Linked DNA regions of Zea mays: region 1 is linked to region 2. The links are chromatin contacts, called in public Hi-C maps. All regions are on one chromosome and are shown on one strand. Each heading gives the region's core, a stretch centred on a gene start, on an enhancer-like site or on the middle of the called end of the contact. The rest is flanking DNA. Distances are from core to core; before and after follow the strand shown. Region 1 holds the start of LOC100278902. Region 2 holds the start of LOC541904 (alpha expansin 1).

The links. A called contact is a pair of places that touch in the nucleus more often than the background predicts.
Region 1: a Hi-C map of leaf shows a contact between it and region 2, with 4 times the contacts expected there. The contact joins the promoter of LOC100278902 here to the promoter of LOC541904 in region 2. A contact is called at or near these places in 15 of 25 Hi-C or Micro-C datasets (bundle sheath, ear, endosperm and 5 more).

The regions. Positions count from the first base shown.
Region 1 is chr3:189,735,021-189,741,155 of Zm-B73-REFERENCE-NAM-5.0, reverse strand. It overlaps LOC100278902, which reads right to left and starts at 2,232. Exons shown (of 12, transcript NM_001350271.1): 1 at 2,082-2,232; 2 at 1,797-1,891; 3 at 1,608-1,690; 4 at 1,094-1,169; 5 at 930-997. The coding sequence starts at 1,884.
Region 2 is chr3:189,485,601-189,491,696 of Zm-B73-REFERENCE-NAM-5.0, reverse strand. LOC541904 (alpha expansin 1) reads left to right here and starts at 1,301. Exons shown (of 3, transcript NM_001111570.1): 1 at 1,301-1,506; 2 at 1,624-1,936; 3 at 2,475-3,032. The coding sequence starts at 1,362. The coding sequence ends at 2,778.

The sequences.
Region 1 (6,135 bases), core at 983-3,482, 250 kb before region 2:
GTTGTGTACATGGCAGCCAACCCAGTCCATCACCGCCGCACGAAGCACATCAAAATCGACATCCACTTCGTCCGTGAGAAGGTAGCTTTGGGGCAGTTTCGTGTTCTTCATGTTCCGTCTACACACCAGTTCGCCGACATCATGACCAAGGGTCTGCCCGTACAGCTCTTCACTGAATTTCGGAAGTCTTTGCGTCCGTGATCCTCCCGCTCAGACTGCGGGCGGGTATTAGGATATGTATCTATCAGGATCAATCAGAGCCTGATTAGCAATTGATTGTAATCCCCTAGATTGGCTAGCTGCCTTGTATAGACTAGGATTACCTTCTATCTATAGCCTAGGACGGTTTCCTTGTACAGGGAATAGCCTTCCTTACATGTACCTTCCATGCATGCCTATTGGCTATATATGACAGGCTCCCCACCCTCAATGGGTGTGTGGTGATTCACTCCATTCTTCCCTTTCTACAATCAGCCATCAAGAACTCAACACTACCGAACCAAGCAAAGCATCTAATGAGTAATGACATAAGAAAAAAGGCGGCCTCCAGATACATGGCCCATGCCACAGAAGCATGCAGGCTGGAACTCCAAAAGGAAACTAGGCAACTAGAATATCGAAACATAATACATTTTTTGTGGGATTGGGAAAACAATTGAATGTGGAAATACATATTAATACCATTGTTTACACTGCACCAAGACACAAATCAAAGCCTGTAAAAGTACATATCTTCTGCATCTGAACATTAACATATAAAAAACAACTTGCCATCATAATCTATTGGTTGCCAGCTTCTACCTGGTGAGCATATGCACTCAATAATACTTACAGGTGCAGTGTTTCTTTGTTAGTTCAGCTACTGCATTAATTTAAAACAATAGTACCCATGCCGGAAGGGATGATTTTTTTCAAAGAGAAGAAGTTACCTTCCAAATATTTGTATGCAAATCAACTTCATGTTTCCCAGACATGTCAATTGCATCCACACTCAATACTAAACAATTAAGACAAAGACAGATATGTCAAAGATAATGTAATGCTTGTCACAAAGTACTTATGGGTGAACTACTGAATTTAATCAATAACTGACCTTCACATGGCAAAGAAGGAAATGACATGTTGACATGAATTGGCAGAGTCTCTCCTCGTTTTAGATCTACAGACATCTGCAGACAATATCAACTGGTGAAGGGTTCATGATACAGTTTTTGAGAAGGATGAGCTCAATCTCAATGAAAAGAAAATGATTTTACCATAATCTCATCAATGATAATTAACAGAAACTACAACATCAGAAAACACATGAGTAGTTGAACAAGGAAATTGATTTATAATCATGTTTCATATCAAAAAAATGAATTGCCATAAATATAATTCGTTGATCAGGTTGCTGGATGATGCTTGAACTCATCCCCCACATGCAAACCAGAATTATCTCGAAAAATACATGGAAGCATTTACTTTGGATAAGGCCCTATTTTCTACAGGCATATTCACAGTGCGTGGGAAAAAAACTAAGGGAGAACAAAAGTATATGTGAATATTATATTGAGAAGTTGCATATAGCAGTCAAACATGAAAATATAAGCTGTGACCAATCATACCTGATGCACTGTGTATGTGGTGAGATAAAACTGCAGCTCATGTACAAACAGTGTAATCATTATAAGTAGCCCAAGAATTGTCACTGCCAAGATATAGATGATTTGCTAATTAAATACAAACCTCAAAACTATATACTTAAGCGATTTTTTGCAGCAATTACAGAACAATAGGGTCCCCATATATCATACCAACAGCACCAGAGTAAGTCTTCTTCAACAAGTGTTCCTCCGCATGTGGAAACGCATTGAGGCTCTTCAAAGACGGTATCCTCGCCATCTTTCAGCTGCAGGGCGGATCCAGTAAACGGCATGGGTGTAAGCATGTACAGCCGATAATTTTGCAAAAGAATTGAAGTTAGTAGGCATAATACATGCATATGAACTAGTAATCAGATCAGATCCGAGCACGAGAGTAAGTTAGGGTTTGGGTGCTCAGTTTCGCACAGCGGTAAGGGAATAAAGGGGACGACGTACCTGGTGATGCTCGTCGCCGGCTAAGGGGCCCACGAAGACCTGGGCACCAAACGTGGGGCAGCAGCGCCGGTCGCCGAGTCGCCGCCAAGAGAGAGAGGAGAGAATGTACGCTCGGGGTAATGGAAATAAGAGGAAAGGGCAGTCGCGGGCTCCCTGAAACTTTTTCGGACTCTTTTTTATATAATTTGGAAACCCGATTTTCATTTTTTTAGAAATTAGTTCATTTTTTCTTTAAAATAATAATCCTTTGAAAAAGATGGTGTTCTCAGACTATCACTTAGGTTTTTTTATAATTTTATTATTATTCATAAGCTCTGATTACATCTCGTCCCACTAATTAGTCGTGATTAGTCGGTCTGATCGATTTTAGTGCTCGATAAGGGGTAATGATTTGATTAGGGTAGCTGATCATCCTTATCGTCCGCCTAATCGCAATTTATAGCGATTAATCGCCGTGTTGGGCGATCAGACGATAAGTCTCGTAGTCCAAAACCATTTTAGGCTTAAATGCTGTCTGGGAAGGCTAAAGGACGCCCAGACCTTTCATATACAGTCTGGGAATGCTGTCTAAGAAGGCTAAAAGTCATTTTAGGCTTAACAACAGCTGAGCAGCAACAACCTGTCTTCTACGGTTCTACCTCTAGTCCTGCACGATGACAGTCACAACGAAAATGATATCAAGAGCCAACTAAAAATGACCAAGATATTACAGAAAAAACGATTGATGATGAAGAAGAATCTGGAGCTGCTGGTGATCGGTTCAAACTGGATGATGATCTCACATAGGTGTTGCCTTCTTGGACCTTGGTCATAGTCTACTACTCTACTCGTCTAGTAAGTTGTAGACTTGTAGTTTCATAGTCTTATATAAACTTGTTGATATTGTGCTGTTATTGACTATTTTAATATTTATACTGTTGCAAGACTCTTACTATATATATATATATATATATATATATATATATATATATATATATATATATATATATATATATATATATATATATATATATATATATATATATATATATATATATATATATATATATACTGGAATACACCGGACAACCAGAGGGACGATTAGGGTCGACTAATCGTCCTGATCGACGCCTACTCGCGACAAATCGCTTGATCGACCAGTGCCTTCGATTTTCAAAACTGTAATCACCCGTTTTATTAAAAAAATACAAGTTGTTATTTATTTTGTTATAATTTGTTTTATTACTCAAGATCGTATGAGTGTGACTTGAAAATCTATATTTTCGAATAAATATTTTTTAACGGAGGGAGTATATGCTTTAAAATAGTACTCTTGTCTCTTTTAAATTATTTTTATTTTTCTACATTCATTTCTTATCTGATCTTACTACCTAAATTGATCACATTGTCTCTCTAGTATATCTTAGCTGAATCAATCGAAGGGACACATAACGCACCCACACACTAGTGCCCACGGCCCACCTCGCTCCTGTCTTTTTCTTCCTTTTTTTCTTTTAGACGTTCAACAGATGGTTTTTAATAGTTTTGGTTATAAAACCAAATCAGGATTTTTTTAAAAAAATGCATAAAATAGGATAATTTTAATATAGATCTAAAAATACTAAGATTTGAACTAAAATCAAATCAAGATTTTCTAAGATATTCTAGATTTAATTCAAAGTTATTCAATTTTTGAAATTTTAGAAAAAAATGTTTTGAATTTAGACTCTAAACTATTAAAAACTGTTTTGAATTTAGGAAAATAAAGAAAAATGGGCACGGGAGGGGTGCGTCCTCTTTGTACGATCTGGAGTGCTAGTGCGTGTGTGCGTTCTGTCTTCCCCTCGAACTAGAACAGACAATATAGTCAATTTAGACGTGAGAAATGATAAAATAGTGAAAGTGGTTAAAAAGAAGTCATATTACTATTTAGAAGATATGTTTACGGTTTACCTGTGGATATAATTGGAGAGAAGGTAAAGTTGTGAGTACCATTAACAAAACGTACTATAATTGGAAAAAAACTCGGCTCACGACCGGAGGCGTGCAGTCTGATCTATAAATACTGGTACTTGGCTAACTAGGGACAATCAGCCTCGTTGTATTTTTCTCTTGTAATAGGGACGGTGTTATTATAGTCTATCTGTTCTTTTTTAAGCAAAAGGTCTAACCAGATTCTCAAACTTTGCCCTATTGTACATTTAAGGGCTTTGTTTAGGAACTCTTTCTTAAAACCGTAGTTTATAATACCACAATTTATTGTATGTCATATCATAAATATAATATACTAGGTATATGCCCGTGCGTTGCCACGAGGCGGGGAAGCGGGTGGAGCGATTCCTAGACTGTAAATATAATTATTGTTTATTTCTAAACAGTAAGGTACATGTGGTCTGGTGGTTAGCTCCAAATTTCTAGAGCAAGGGACATGAGTTTGAGTGCTCGTTCTGTACTATTTTTTGCGCGTGCTGCGCGGGCGCTAGGCGTGGTGAGGGTGAAGCTATGGTAGCACCAGGTGCCCACATTAGGTTCTTAATAGATAAGATAGTGAGTTGCCCGTGCTAATGCTACGACCTAATTTGATAAAACGTTAATTAAATACCTGATATATTATAATTAGCCATCGTGCTTCTCTCATGGTGCTCAATTTGTCTTGGTGCTAACTGCAATTCACCTCTCAAAGCTTTTATCAAGCCATTACTCAAAAGTCTTTACACATGCTCACTTAAACAGTTCCCGGCTACTATTGCAGAAGGGTTTTACCATGAGACTTGGTAATTTTCTGGCACTTCTGGCCACCACATTTTGCATTCCTGATTAATTCTGCATGCAATTTGGGCAAAGCATGGGCTAAATATAATGTTGGAACTTAGAAAAGGGTGACAAAATAACTTTTAAACTTGTCATTTCAATCCACACCCAGTCACCAGAGAAAGAACTGAGCTAGAGGTTAAAACATCTTTCGATAGGCATATCTACATCAGATTAGGCTAACATAATATAGTTGTCATTAACCTAGCCACCTAAATATAAAGAACTTTGTGCATATATATTACATACCACGGCAATCATCAAACATGCTGCATCCTCTCTTGAATCTGTTAGTTGAAGTTCAGGCTTCACAGTTAGGCCACTTTCATAGTCGTCTTCAGCCTCTTTGCAGCTTGCATAAAGCCGACAATGACCTTCAACTCATCCAATTGCTTCGGCATGGGCAAAGCAAATTGGAATTAACACAACAAAGCAGACTGTCAGGTCCTAATAACATCATAATGATGCAAGTTACTGGAGTCAGAAGTTAAATTTGTTTTATCAACCTGGGCTATGAAGTGCCTCTGAACAGCATCAAGTAACTGCTCTCTATATGGATTAGGACATGCATCCTGTTTAGTAAATGCCGACAATTAGAATAACGAAGCATAATTGGATACTTGCAATTGATAGTAGAGCCTTATCTAAGAATTTGAGTTCTACTTACGAGATTGTAGTGGCGCCAATATCTCCACAATGCAGTCAGTTCTAGCTTGTTGAGTTTCAACTTTCTACAGTGTTACCAGTCAAAAGAATGTAAAGATAGAAGCAGAAGCAATGTAGTCTGAAAAGCAATGTATTCCACATTTGTAAGTGGAAGAAAAGCAATTCTTACTTACAAAATTAGAGTTCACAAACTGAAAGGGACTTCAGCAATCAGCAGATATCAACAAATATCATAATCATCATGGCTTAAGCCTCTTCAGTAAGACATCTGCAAGACAGAGATAAAAATCTGTACCAACCAAATCTGAAATGCAAATGGAAATGATGTGAAGAAACAGTGCTACATGACCCCATGCAAACAGTTAATCGCACCATTTTAGTAAGGTCCATCGAGCAAACACTACTGAGCAAACCACAATAAACCAATATCTTTCATAATTTGCCTCTCAAGGCCAACAATTCCTTGGTTATCTAACCCAGCAACTCTGCTCATGTCATCTTCCTTTTTACTATGACCAAGCAGATCCTCCCTAAATTGGAAAAGAAAAAAGAGAACATATTCACACATTAGTTCTAACAAAAAAACATAATAATACTT
Region 2 (6,096 bases), core at 52-2,551:
CTAAGCAGCCCCGGGAGACTGGCCGAGCACGACACGCGCTGCTGTAGACACCTGTCCAGAGGCCACATGCATATGCATGGTGCGACTCGATCCGCTGCTCCTCGCGTGAGTCGGATCAGACGAAATCTTGGACTTGCCTGCACCTAGCTGCAGGCAGGCTTGTCTGAAGAGCTGGTTTTTTTTAAAAAAAAAAAAACCATCTCTGCATCCTCCACCTACGCCCTACCTACGTGGCCATGTCCGGGCAGGCAGCCGGGCTCATGCAAGCATGTGAGCCCTGCCTTATCGACACTATAATCTCAACTAATCATTGGGATGAGCGATGTATCGCAGGGAGCACCGAATATTTGGTAGGAGATTGTAGTTGTTTATTATGCATCTACTGCCTCAAGATTAGTCTGATCACTTGGGCTATAAACGTTTTTTTTTTCTCTCTCTCTCGATCGACGAATCTATCCGGTTCAACCGCGCCCTCCCTCAGCTTGCGAGATCCGTGAGAGCAGCCGAACGATTAAAATCCTTTCAGAAACAGAATGGCTAGCACTGCACATTTTTTAGTTGTCGATGCGGGTAAAAGCGCTTATAACTTGAATAACGCAAGTTTCGAATATCTCAGGGAGCTTTCACCACCGTCCACCGTCGTTGGAAAGGGAAGGGCATCCGATCCCCAGAGCATGCATGTGTGCGGCGCTTGAATGATTTGGTTGGTTGGCATTCGCCGTCTCTTTTTTTTTTTTCTTCTTCGTTGCTAGCATTACTCTGTCTACACGCAACATGGATTGCATTGCATCATAGAGAAAATTTATAAAACAAGCGGATGCACTGCACGCAGTGACGCAGTGAACGATATATCTGTTCTAATTTCTTATTCCCTTTGGCCTAGCTATTATACCCGTACTCTTGGGCCCAGACCTCTCCCATGGCTTGCAGTCTCGCGAGACGGCGAGAGCCATGTGGGGTTATGCACGCTGGGCCCGGGCAGCGCCGGGCCTGTCCTGTCCTGTACACGCACGAGCAGTTGGCGTCCGCTACTTGCGCGCGACGAGCATGTGCGCCTGATTCGTATGGGGCAACCGCCGTCGTGTAGCGGCGCGATCGTGGTCGGCGGGGGTGTAGCGACGAGCGCTTCTTTCTCGCCCAGCCCCCACCCTCCCCTTTATCTCTTTTGTCTCCAATTGCCTGCTGCCCCTCCACTCCACGAAAGTTATTAACGATTCCAACTGCCAGGATCACTGACCGTTGCTGGGCGCTGGCCTATAAGTACCTGGCCTCCGCGCCCCACTCCCTTCACAGCCAAGCTAGCAACTCTCTCGAGTCGATTCCTAAGCAGCTAGCCAGTGACTCGATCTTAGCGTGCTACAATGGCGGCAGCTGCTAGTGCCCTGCTCCTCCTGCTCTGCTCAGCCTTCTGCTCCCTTGCCCACCGGGCGGCCGGCGTCGACTACGGCTCGTGGCAGAGCGCCCACGCCACGTTCTACGGCGGCGGCGACGCGTCTGGCACGATGGGTGAGTCGATCGACTAACTTGTACTATAGTAGCGCTAGCCAGCCTCCATCGATCGTCGGAGATTTATTGGAGCTGACGTCGTCTCGCCCGCTGCACACACACGCGTGCATTATTCAGGCGGCGCGTGCGGCTACGGGAACATGTACAGCACGGGGTACGGCACCAACACGGCGGCGCTGAGCACGGCGCTGTTCAACGACGGCGCCGCGTGCGGGTCCTGCTACGAGCTGCGCTGCGACAACAACGGGCAGTCGTGCCTGCCGGGCACCATCACCGTCACGGCCACCAACTTCTGCCCGCCCAACTACGGCCTCCCCAGCGACGACGGCGGCTGGTGCAACCCGCCGCGCCCGCACTTCGACATGGCCCAGCCGGCCTTCCTCCAGATCGCGCAGTACCGCGCCGGCATCGTGCCCGTCGCCTACAGGAGGTGAGGTTTACTTATTATATTTCTCGTCGGTTTCGAGCTCTCGTCATCTCACGCACTGAACGGCCGGTCCCAGAGATGAGAGAGAGAGAGAGACGTGTGTGTGGTGTGGCCGTGCGCGTGTCGGTTTCTAAAATTCAGAGTTCGGACCACGACCAAATATGTAAGCAACGGCTGGGGTTCAGGCCATGTTACGTGGGCCAGCAGGCAGATTATCTTTCCTTTTTCTTTTTGGTTCGGCTTGTTCCGTCGTGCGCCATGCATGCACGACAGCGACTCGGCCTGCTGTTTCCGAGTAGATTATTAGGCGTCACACTGACCATATTATGAGCTTCCATGTTAGTTGTTAGTTGTTACAGTAGCTTTAGTCTGATACAACGCCATTTCCGCAAGTTGCAAAACGTCACGCTCAGCGACACTTGTGCGCTGTCATGCTATTAGCTGCACGCCATGTGCGGCCGCTTGAACTTGAACCTGTTGCATGCGTGCGCTTTTTGCTCATCACCTTTTGCACTCCTCGTACCACGCATTTTGTTGATAGGGTGCCGTGCGTGAAGAAGGGCGGGATCAGGTTCACCATCAACGGCCACTCCTACTTCAACCTGGTGCTGGTGACCAACGTGGCCGGCGCCGGGGACGTGCAGTCCGTGTCCATCAAGGGCTCCAGCACCGGGTGGCAGCCCATGTCCCGCAACTGGGGCCAGAACTGGCAGAGCAACTCGCTCCTCGACGGCCAGAGCCTGTCCTTCCAGGTCACCGCCAGCGACGGCCGCACCGTCACCAGCAACGGCGTCGCTCCGGCGGGCTGGCAGTTCGGCCAGACCTTCGAGGGCGCCCAGTTCTAGCTACTACTACTCCATCGACGAGTGTGACTGTGAGCAAGAGAGAAGGAGAAACCTTCTTCGCTGTAGTAAAGAAGAGGCTCCCGCCATTCCGAGGCTGCTTATTATTAGCACCCGCTTAGGCATTTCCTTCTCTTATTATTACCATAGGATTGAGCTGTTTATTTTCTGCACCAGTGATTGTAGCAATGGGTTAAGCAAAACAAAAACCTGCAAGGCTGATTATTGTAGGGCTGCAGGGGAGTGGTGTCGTGCAACTTATTGTGTTGTTACGCTGTACTAGCAGCAACCCCCGAATCTGGCCACATGGTGGTGGGAGATGTTTGTGGGGATTGCACCTTTTGGGACCGTGAACATCAATGCTTGTTTATGGTTTATTACATGCAGTATATATGATATATATATGCTCGTGGTTTGATCCTCGGTTTGTACGACCCCCTATTTTTGTCTTCGGTCGATCCGTCTCTTTACCAACTTGCAGAGGCAGCATGTGCATGTGTGGTCTGATGTGTGGTCAGTTTGAAGCTTTCAGAACTCAGAGAACGAAAAAAAGGAAAGATGAATTGTTCTCAGCTGGCCAACTCAAGTATTTCGATCCAACTTTTTTCTTCTTTTGAGCTATATGCCTAGATGGTTGTCTTTTTATAAAGTTTAGTATTTAGTATTTAGATCCAACTTTTTTCTTCTTTTTTCGAGTGCTTCAGACACTCGGTAAAGTCTGGAAAACACTTAGTAAACTCTTTGCCGAGTGTGACTCTTGGCAAAGAAGTCTCGACGAACGACTTCTTTGCCGAGTACTTTTTGTCGAGGACTCAACAAAGGCTTTATCGAGTGCCAACTGGTACTCGACTAAGAAAAGTCATCGCCACGGCACCAAATGACGGTGACAGAGCCTTTACCGAGTGTCCTCACTGACACTCGGCAAAGGCTTCCTTTTTATCGAGTGTCTACTGGACTAGCGCTCGATAAAGAAGGCTCCGGTGGGCCCCTTTACCAGTCCCTTTGCCGAGTGCTCCAAGAGGCACTCGACAGAGGCTCCCTCTATGTCGAGTGCCTGCTGGACTAGCTCTCAGTAAAGGGAGCACCAGTGGCGCCTTTTGCCAAGTCCTTTGTCGAGTGCTCACTCGGCAAAGAAACTTTATTGGTTCATAGGTGTGCCTTCTTTGCCGAGTGCTACGGTCATAGCACTCCGCAACTTTGCCGAGTGTTACATTCGGCAAAGTGACAACGTCTGACACTCGACAAAGTTAACGGTCGTCAACTATAGATGACTACTGACGTCTCTTTGCCTTTGCCGAGCGTCGTGTTTCGCCGATAGCTTGACACTTGACAAAGCCTCCTTTGTCGAGTGTATTTCTATACCGAGTGTTGTGCCCATGGCAAATTAGGTCTCTGTCGAGAGTCTTAATTCGCTGGGAGTGACACTTGGCAAAGCATGCTTAAGCATGCTTTGCCAAGTGCCTGATAAATTGCACTCGACAAAGCGCCGAGCACTCGGCAAAGAGCCAGATTCTGGTAGTGTATGCTATTAAACTAAGTTTATCTCTAGATTTTACTTGACTTCTATTAGTCTATAAGCTTTCTTTGGATGCATAGGGTTAAATTTGCAGTTCATTTTTAGTCTTAGTCTATCTAAAGAGTATGCTAATAGGAGCAGGTCTTCTCTGCTTACGTGCCGAAAATTCCATGATCTGAGCCAGACAGTCCACACGTGTGCAGAGGGTCTTCTTCTTCGCGAAGAACCCTATAACTCGTCCTCGAGAGGGACCCCATCAGGGAGGAGAGTTCTAGGGTGCTCCGGGATCGGTAGGCCACCCGGAACATCCCTAGGTAGCATAGAGTCACCTAGAGGTGAAGTAAGAGGTCGAGGAAGACTAATACTAGGGCTAAACTAAAGGTAGATTACTCCTACTCCTAATGAATGAAAAGAACAATGTAAATAAGGTAGATTTGATAAATAGATTTGATTGGATCGGTTGTGGGGGCGTCAATCGGTCGTGCCCCTTCGTTTATACAAGGTAGAGGTCTGGATCCATTACAAGTTGGTTACCAAACAAATCCCGCGGAGTTTGCTAACAAATCTCACAAGAAATTAGGAACTCTAACTGATTCTCTTCATGTGTGGACCGTCCGCACCGCAACAGCGGACCGTCCGGACCGCGGATCATCCGGGCCTAGAGCGGGACACTAACTGATTCTCTTCACGCGTGGACCGTCCGTGCTACAACGGCGGACCGTCCGGACCGTGAATCATCTGGGCCTAGAGTCGTACCGTCCGGGTGTCAATTTTGGTGCTCAACATATATGCTAAGATAGGTCACAAAAACAATATAACAAGTATTGAATTTCATAAAGTAACAACTATGTAAAGTAAAGAAAAAATAAAAAAAATACCGAATAAAGTAAAAGTCTAGGTAAAAAAGAAAAGGTACAATAGTCACATTGGTGCAACAGGAGTTGGTCGTTGGACTCAACATTTTATATATCTAGAAACCAATTGGCCTATGAGACAAAGTGGCCCAATGAGCTATGTATTTATACATAAGTATTAGTCAGATAGAGTTAGTTAGAAAGTGTTTATAGCTTAGAGTCTTACATTTTCTCATTATCAATAAACAAAAGGCGGACATTCCCATGCTTGAGTATGTGTTTCTCATCTCTTCGATTAATCGCCACCCCTGGTTTCCAAGGGTTCTATAAGGTAAGTGTCATGCTGCCAAGTGGCTTCGAAAATAGTTACTTTATATCTAGCTTACCGCTAACATTTTGATGTGTCTCCCTGTCGGGGATAATGATCTCTGGTCTCCGAGGCCCAACGATCAGCGAGTACCCTGGGAAAAGGCATCTGGCAACTGGAGCCCGATGGTCAGTCGGAGGAGACAGGTAACATCTACCATGGGCAAACCGCCCCCGGCGAACCCCACGACACCGAGCACAGGGTCGAGCGTGGCCGAACTAGACATGGCGGTGAGCGTGCCGAAGGGAAACCATTCGAGTGGATCTCGCGTTTGGCCCAAGATCGATCCATCATAAATGACTGGCCGTATTAACTGTGCCTGGTGCCGAGCCGTAGCAGAGGCGCCAATCTACTTCCCACTCATGACCTACGAACCATCGGACCGCATAGCACTCATGACCTACAAGCCCTCAAAACCTATCATAACCTAGCAGAGCACTCGTAACCTATCGAGGCTAGATCTGAGTGCGCAGACCGCTGGTAGGGTACAACTCGACGAGCCGCATCGAGCCCAGTGCTATGAAAGCTAGGGGTCGACATAGCCCAAATGATGGTGCCCGAGCTCACACTGTCGGCGTCGTCCG